2 separate regions of the Mus musculus genome follow, and region 1 is linked to region 2. A link is a contact called in public HiChIP or PLAC-seq data. All regions are on one chromosome and are shown on one strand. The core of a region is the stretch at or near the end of the contact, and the rest is flanking DNA. Distances in the headings are between cores, read along the strand shown.

Region 1 (3,982 bases), core at 1,356-3,855, 590 kb after region 2:
TTTAGAGGCTAGATCAGTGGTTTAACAGCAGCACTGGCCTCCACAGGTGCAGTGGTTTCTGATGGATTTTTCCTGACCTAATAGGGGTCTTTCCTCTGAGTGAGCAGTGGATCTAAGGACAATGAGTGCCTGAGTTACAGTGGCAGATGATTCTTTTCCAAAGCTGCTGATAATGAGCTACTTTCTGGGGACATTTTCCCCTTTTAGATTATACAACATCAGTCCTCAACTCTGCCATGAAACCAGTTCACACCAGACAAGTAGAATGCCAGGCAGGATCCTGCTTGTTAGCTGTTTGCAAAGGCTTTGTCTTTACAAACTAAAGGGAGGGGTGGGTAGTTTTAAATAGAGCCCTCTGGTTAAGTACAGAATCCTGTATGTCCGTGTGGTACAAATTCACAACTCGGGCCTGTGATTGGGTCACTTCTCTGAGCTGTGGCCACTTTTTACTTTGTGACACAGAAACGATGTTAAGTTTTCTTCTCTACTATACATTCCCTCTCTCCACCCTCCTTCCCCCAAACTCTCCAAGACCATCAGTACAAGGTTCATCATGCCTCTGCTGATTGGCTGAAATGTGGGAGGTACTCTATGAGAAAGAAGTGCACATCAGAAAACACTAAAATAGTAGGTGCGCTAGAGAGTCGTCCCACTCGAGATTGTCTTACTAGGGGAGATGCACTGAAATGTTAACTAAGCCTGGGTTCTTATTTTAGTTTTAATCATTTATTGTAATAACTTGGAACAGAATTTCACATTATACAGGCTTAGACATAGATCAGAATTGGAAACAAATTACCCCAATTGTCATTGTGCTCAGGGGAGGGCACTATGGGTAAGTCCCTAAAGCCGTAGTGGAGAGTCAAAGTGTAGACGCTGCGCAGAGCTGCATGGCCTAAGATGGCTGTTCTGCCTCTATAGGAACTCACAAGATGCATAGGATATTGGATGGGCAAGAATTTTCAGTTGTTTCCTTAATCTAGTTGTGTGATGGTTTTTGTGGGTTTATTATAACCAAGGCCCTATTTTAGAATCATCTCTCTACTTGAGAAGCAACTTTTATGAGAAAAGTATAAAATGCAGGTTTTACCATCTTTAGCTTTGAACTTTAAACTGTTGTTGCTAGATAATAAGGGTTCCTTAAATTCAGGAACATAGCACCTTTAAAATCAAACTGTGGCAAAATGTGGACTCCTAAGATCAAAATTGGCACCGTTATCTAGTCTTTATACATTGGGATTGACTTGTCTGTTTTTTTCCTTGTTAAAGGTGAAACTGCCACCCCTCGGGCCATTCTCACAGGCCATGACTACGAGATCACCTGTGCTGCTGTCTGCGCTGAGCTGGGCCTGGTGTTAAGTGGTTCCCAAGGTAAAGTTGTGGTTTCTTCAAAGTGTTGGCTTCTTTTGTCATATTAATGTGAACAGAAATGAGGTTGGATCCTGTTCTCTAAAACTCCAGTCTATTATGGTAGCCACACAGGGCTACTTAAATATATGCTACTTAAAACTCACATTCTGTAAGAGCAATAGCTACACTTGGAGATAGAATATTCTCATAAGGACCAAAAGCCTGGTTTTAGTTTTAGCTCCCTGGTCTAAATCTAAGGATTCTAGCTACTCTATAAACAGCAGCAGTTGGTGACCTAATCTCCATGAAGCAGGAACAAGGAACATCTTTATATGTTTGTTTATTTCTCTGACCTCCAGAAGGTTGAATGGGAATCCTGGCCCTGACTTTAGTATATGTGTGCCCACATTCGTGCCATATCATGTGTGTAGAGGACAGGTGACTTGTGATGATTGGTTCCCTTCCTTCACAATGTGTGGGGACCAGGGATTAAAATCAAGCCATCAGGTTCAGCAACAAGTCCCTTTACCTGCTAAGCCATCTTGACAGCCCCTGACTCTGCTTCACTTCCGGATTTCAGAACTAAGCAGGCCTAGAGTGACATGACAGACACTGGAGTGTAGAGGACTTGAGCTAGTTTGCTGGATCATCTGCTGCTAGCACTTGCCTGAGGTTAGAGGTACTGAGTGCTCCTTCCAAGAGCAGGTGAAACAGACCAGGATCCAGCAGCAAAGAAGCTGTTTGCAGTTCAGTGCCTCTTCCTCCACCTACCAGTCTGCCCGTCTCCTCTCTGTGATGGGGACTGAGCAGAGGACTCCTATCACCTGGTGTGTTTTAAGCTCAGAAGCACAGAGCATCTGAGTCACTGTCTCTGCAGCTTGAACTAGAGTAGTACAGCTATCGGGCCAGAATGAATATTTAAAGTTTTGCTTTGAAAAACGTAGTTGGTCAAAGCAGTGAAAAAGTAGTATGATCCCTTGGACTGTATCTAACCCATATCAAACCTTAAAATTAATTACTATTATAGACCATCCCTGCTTTGCACAGTAAAATGACATGTAAACAGAAATCACACAGAATTATCTGAGACACTGTCTCGGTGGGAAATTTTTTTTATTTTATTTTTTTATCATTTTCCATGGTCTAAAAGTTTTTGTCAAAACATTAGAAACAGCCAGGCAAAGCACATACCTTTAGTCCCAGCACCCAGGAGGTAGAGGCAAGGGGGAATCTCTGAATTCAAAGCCAACATGACCTACAATGAGTATCTGGACAGCCAAGGCTACATAGCAAGGCTAGACACCTTATCTCAAAAATAAAGCTAAAAACAAACCCAGCCGTGCAGTTTCATGTCTTTGAGAAACAGTTCTCAGGGACAGGTGAACATGGGCACCAGTCTTGTTCTGAAAACCTAAGCATCTCTTCTGTGCCTGGGGAAATTGCCAGTCCTCTTCTGTTTGAGCGGTTCACTTTTCTTTTGTTTAAGTGTTATGACACACCCTCAAGGGTCCCCTAATGTGGGGCTTTCCTTAGTTTCACTTCCTCTGGACATCATCAGCTCTGTTACAACCACTGTCCTGAGTTATGCCAGCAAGTTTCCTTTGTCCGTTTCCTGGCTGCGTATCTAGTGTCTTGGCAGCATCCGGAGCTGACTCTGCTCTCTCTACAAAATACTCCATTTATATTCACTTCTTTATTGAAGCTCATCATTGTTGGCCAATACCCTTCTCTGGTTACCTCCTTTTATAAAATGCCGCATGGCTGTTACTGTGAAAGGAGAGGCAACAAAGCTGCTGTTTGCTGTCTGTGTGACCTAAACAACAGATGCTGGTTACTTATATGCCTTCAACGCGGTGATGTGGGGTCTTCCAGTTGCTCAGCTGCTATTAATATACGCGTTCATGGTCTGAAGAGCTAGCCATGAAGTGTGTTTATACAACTGCTCTGATAACTGAAATCTGAACTGTGTTGTTGTGATGCTAGTGTTATTTAGGGAGTTGGAACTGAAGCTGATGTATCCTGAAACTATGCAAAAACAAACGTGTGCCTGTCTTGGGAAACACTGAAACAGAGAAGGCGTGCTCTAGTAGCCATGTAGGGAGCAAGCATATGTGAGACCAGGAACAAGGCAGGGCAAGGACCCACGCTCTCCCCGTCTCTCAAACAGAAAAGCTCTGGTGTGTGTGTGTGTGTGTGTGTGTGTGTGTGTGTGTGTGTGTGTGTGCTGGGGGGGGGGTGTTCAGCAGTTACTGTCCTCGGGGTCTCAGCCTGGGGTATCACTGGGGACTTGAGAGTGGCAGAAGCCACTGCCTGCTTTAGGGATATCAGGGAATATCTCACTCAGTTTAATAGTGGTAGAAGGAATCCAGTCTTTCAGCCACAGAGCTGTACGCAGTGAGAGAGAAGCTGCCCTGGCTGGCTGCATCTACATTGATGCAGTCTGCTCTGCCCAGCCCTCCAGGAAGGGTACCCCTGTGCCTGGCGGTGGCAGCATTTATACCCCAGCCTCCCGTGAAGCTGCTCTGGGACTGGAGATTGTCTTCCTTTTGGAGTTCTTCTTGTTTCTCCCCGCTCGTGTTATAATGGATTGCATACAGTAACTTCTGTCTCAGAGCATGAAGAGCCTCCAGTG
Region 2 (4,047 bases), core at 1,472-3,971:
AGGTGTAGATTGGGTGGGTAGGAAGGTAGGAAGAACTGAGAGGAGTTAATGGAGGGGAGAGGGTAACTGTGATCAGAATATAGTGTATGAAAAACATATTTTCAATAAAACTAAAATTATATATGTGTGTGTGTGTGTGTGTGTGTATCCCTCAAATTCATAGCCACTTCTACCCCCTTTTAAAGCATGCTTTCCTTAATACTTTGTGCTTCCCCTCAGGTGAAAAGTGGAAGGAAGGGATACTTAAACATAAATTTGTTCACAAATATTCACAGCATCATTATTTGAAACAGACAAAAGAGCTAGCCTGGCATGTTTGCCAGTGAAAGGATGTATTCAGACAGTGGAGAAGCATTCAGCTCTAACAATGAATGTCGATAACACACACTACAGATGCACTGTAGAAACACTTATCCAAGAGGAGGAATTCTGGTGCAGAGGCCATTAATATGTCTGTTTGTTTGTTTGGTGTAGTGCCAGTGCCTGAACCCAAGGTCTTCATGCATGTTCAATGTGTAGTCCACTTCCAAGCGTCATCGATCTCTACCCCAACAGTAGTGGTGCTTTTGTAACACTGTAGTGACATGAAATGTCAAGAGTGGTCCTTTTTATGTTTTATATATTTTACCATTCTTAAGCAAACCAAGCATGTATCTACTATTCCACCTAAGAAATAAAACATTTAAGGAGCTCAGCAGTTAAGAGCTCTGGCTGCTCCCATACAGTGGCTCACAACCATTTTTAACTGCAGTTCCATGAGATTGTACATCCCTCTTCTGACCTCTTGAGCCCAGGCACACAGATAGTGCACATACATGTATGTAGGCAAAATATTATTGATACACGTAAAATAAATAAACCTGTAAACAATTAAAAAGAAAAAACAAAGCACAAGGAATAGTATACCAAATTTAACAATGAAAATGAATTTACCATCATTATTATTTTATTTTTGAGGTCCTGGCGATTGAACCTGATGACATTGTACATGCAATGTAAAGTCTTAATCACCAAACTAGACCTTCACCTGTTTTTTTTTTTTTTTAAGATTTATTTATTGATTATATGTAAGTACACTGTAGCTGTCTTCAGACACTCCAGAAGAGGGAGTCAGATCTTGTTGGGGATGGTTGTGAGCCACCATGTGGTTGCTGGGATCTGAACTCTGGACCTTCGGAAGAGCAGTCGGGTGCTCTTACCCACTGAGCCATCTCGCCAGCCCCCCCCCCCCTTCATCTGTTTTTATTCCACAGAAACAACTTAGAGCATTTTATTTCATGATCTATCACATGCCAGAATATACAGTTAAGAATTATTTGGAAGGGGGCTGGAGAGATGGCTCAGCAGTTAGGAGCTCTGACTGCTCTACAAAGGTCTTGAGTTCAAATCCCAGCAACCACATGGTGGCTCACAACAATCCATAATGAGATCTGACTCCTCCTTCTGGAGTGTCTGAAGACAACTACAGTGTACTTACACATAATAAATAAATAAATTAAAAAAAAAAAGAATTATTTGGAAGGCTGTGAAGAACCAAATGGTTTGTTGATCAGCAAAGTGGTACGATCAGAACTTCACTAAGAGAAATTGCTTGGTTTTGTTTTGTTTTCTGCATGCTAGAAAAATTGTAGGAACTACTGAGCTCAAGTGATCCTCCTGCCTCAGCTGCCTGTGGTGCTAGGCCTCAGGTACACCCCCTCTGGCTCCATCAAACCCATCGAATTAAAACTTTGCCCTAGAAAGTAGCCAAGGAGCTAAAGGGATCTGCAACCCTATAGGTGGAACAACATTATGAGCTAACCAGTACCCCGGAGCTCTTGACTCTAGCTGCATATATATCAAAAGATGGCCTAGTCGGCCATCACTGGAAAGAGAGGCCCATTGGACTTGCAAACTTTATATGCCCCAGTACAGGGGAATACCAGGGCCAAAAAGGGGGAGTGGGTGGGCAGGGGAGTGGGGGTGGGTGGATATGGGGGACTTTTGGTATAGCATTGGAAATGTAAATGAGTTAAATACCTAATAAAAAATGGAAAAAAAAAAAAAAAAAACTTTTCCCTGAATTCCTTGTTTGTTTGGTGGGTTTGGTTATGTTATTAGCTGTTCTGTGTTTTGTTTTTTTTAATTAATGAATTGATTTAGTGTTTAAAATGTGTATATGTTGAGTGTGGACACACACTTCCTTGTTTAAAGGACAACTTTTGGGGAGTCAGTTCTTTTCTTCCACCTTGTTTTAAGACAGGGTCTCTCTTGTTTCTGTCTTTAGACATCAGCTCCAAGGCTAGCTGGCCAATGAGCTTCTGACAGATTTCTCCTCTCTGCCTCCCATCTCACCGTATGAGCAGAGTGCGGATTGCACATTCATGCTGCTGCATCCAGATTTTTATGGGGATTTTGCTGATGCAACTCAGGTAGTTAGACTTGGCTAACAAGTACTTGCACGCTGACAGGTCCTCTGGTTTTGTTCTGTGTCTTCTGGTTTTGTTTTTGTTTTTGAGGTAGGGGTCACTCTAGCCCAGAGAATTTGGGATTCTCTCTGTGGCTCCATCTGGCTTCAAAGTCACTGCAGTCCTCACAGTTGAGCCTCCTGAGCACTGGGTTCACAGGCACGCAACACTATGCTCATTCGGTTGTGGTTTTGTCGCTGTTATTGCAGGGCAAGGGACTGAACCAGGAACTGAGGAACCGGAAGATACAGAGCAGGATGACTTCAGATCCAGATCCAACCAGGCCAGGCCCGGAGATACCGGGTAGCCTTCTGCTACCGCTGTTGTAGTTAAACAAGGCCTTTACAATATTTGCTTTCCTATTTTTACCTATGGAAAGCAGGATTTATGTCTCATTGACCATTTACTAAGTAAACCATAGTTTCTGATTTGCTCACTGTCATTGTACAACCTTCTAAAGAATTATTTTATGACTGAGTAGACTGAGGTTTAAAAAGATTAAGGACAAGGGTACTTGCCTCTAAAGCATATATGCACACACACACACACACATATATATGTATGTGTGTATATATATATATATGTAAATATTCATTTCTTTTCCTTTATATGTATGGGTATTTTCTCTGCATGCTGTGTCTGTGTACCACATGTTTATAGTGCCCTCAGAGAGGCGAGAAGAGGGTGGTGGATCCTCTGGAGTTACCTATTGCTATCAGTTGCCACGTGGGAGCAGGGAAGCAAACCCAGGTCTTCTGGAAGAGCATCAAGTGCTCTTAACCCCACAGTTGTCTCTCCAGCCCCTAAAGCCTGTATACTTTTAGTTTTTAAAGAAAAACAAACTTAAAAATAGGAAACCAGTGTTTTGCTGTCCTGATCATGTCTCTGTTGTATTTAAGGCTAGTCTCCACACAGAATGGCCAGGATAATTATTAACCTTTTAGAAACTTAAAGGTAATTATTTTAATTAGTATGTTGGAGACTCACACACACACACAAAAACTTTTTTTAAAAAGATATCTCTTATATTTCTTTTTAGAATATTAAACTTGTGGCATCAAAAAAGCATAAAACCAAAGAGCAACATCACCTTCTGAGAGGGTTTGTGACCACCTGTACCACAGATTCAACCAGTAAAGGAGGTGTGCATTAGAGAAAGGGGGAACTTAGAAACCCAGAGACAGGAGCTGAGGTCTCTGGCTGGAGTTACTCTACTCTTCTGTAAGAATTCATTTCATCACTCTGGGAAGGAAAAGAAAAGATGGCCTTCACAGCTCAGAGGCAGATAGGACCAGACACCAGCTCAGGATGAATGAGATCTGCCCTTATAAATGGCCAGCTGGTTCACTTTCCCTTCCTTTCCCTCTGTTCCCACAGAGCCTTTTGGAAAAGCTTAAATGCTTCAGGCTGACTTAACTATGCGACAGGAAGGGAAGGGAAGAGATATCTCCACCTTAAACCAAAGGTTACTAGGAAAGAGTAGGTCCTCCTGAGGCCAGCCTGTGGGTGACAGTGGTACAGGCACCCACTTTGTAAAACTCAGGACATTGGGGCCTGAGCAACCAAAGCACTTCTCACTGTAGTCCTGGCAGTAGCTTTC

The links. HiChIP or PLAC-seq counts read pairs in DNA pulled down with a chosen protein or histone mark.
Region 1: a contact with region 2 is called in an H3K27ac HiChIP or PLAC-seq map of acute myeloid leukemia, with 6 times the contacts expected there. The contact joins two enhancer-like sites. A contact is called at or near these places in 1 of 484 Hi-C or Micro-C datasets (embryonic stem cells), 1 of 115 datasets of contacts at active chromatin or transcription factors (acute myeloid leukemia) and 1 of 9 other capture datasets (embryonic stem cells).

The regions. Positions count from the first base shown.
Region 1 is chr3:86,771,831-86,775,812 of GRCm38.p6, forward strand. It overlaps Lrba (LPS-responsive beige-like anchor), which reads left to right. Exons shown (of 57, transcript NM_030695.2): 54 at 1,270-1,371. Among named protein-coding and RNA genes, the nearest start is that of Gm52625, 24 kb to the left of the region's middle. Within about 2 kb of position 2,606, at least 101 of the 459 cell types and tissues checked have an H3K27ac peak or open chromatin away from gene starts, as enhancers often do. A contact at or near this core is called in acute myeloid leukemia, where this site is marked.
Region 2 is chr3:86,177,225-86,181,271 of GRCm38.p6, forward strand. No RefSeq gene overlaps it. Among named protein-coding and RNA genes, the nearest start is that of Gm23025, 12 kb to the right of the region's middle. Within about 2 kb of position 2,722, at least 2 of the 459 cell types and tissues checked have an H3K27ac peak or open chromatin away from gene starts, as enhancers often do. A contact at or near this core is called in acute myeloid leukemia, where this site is marked.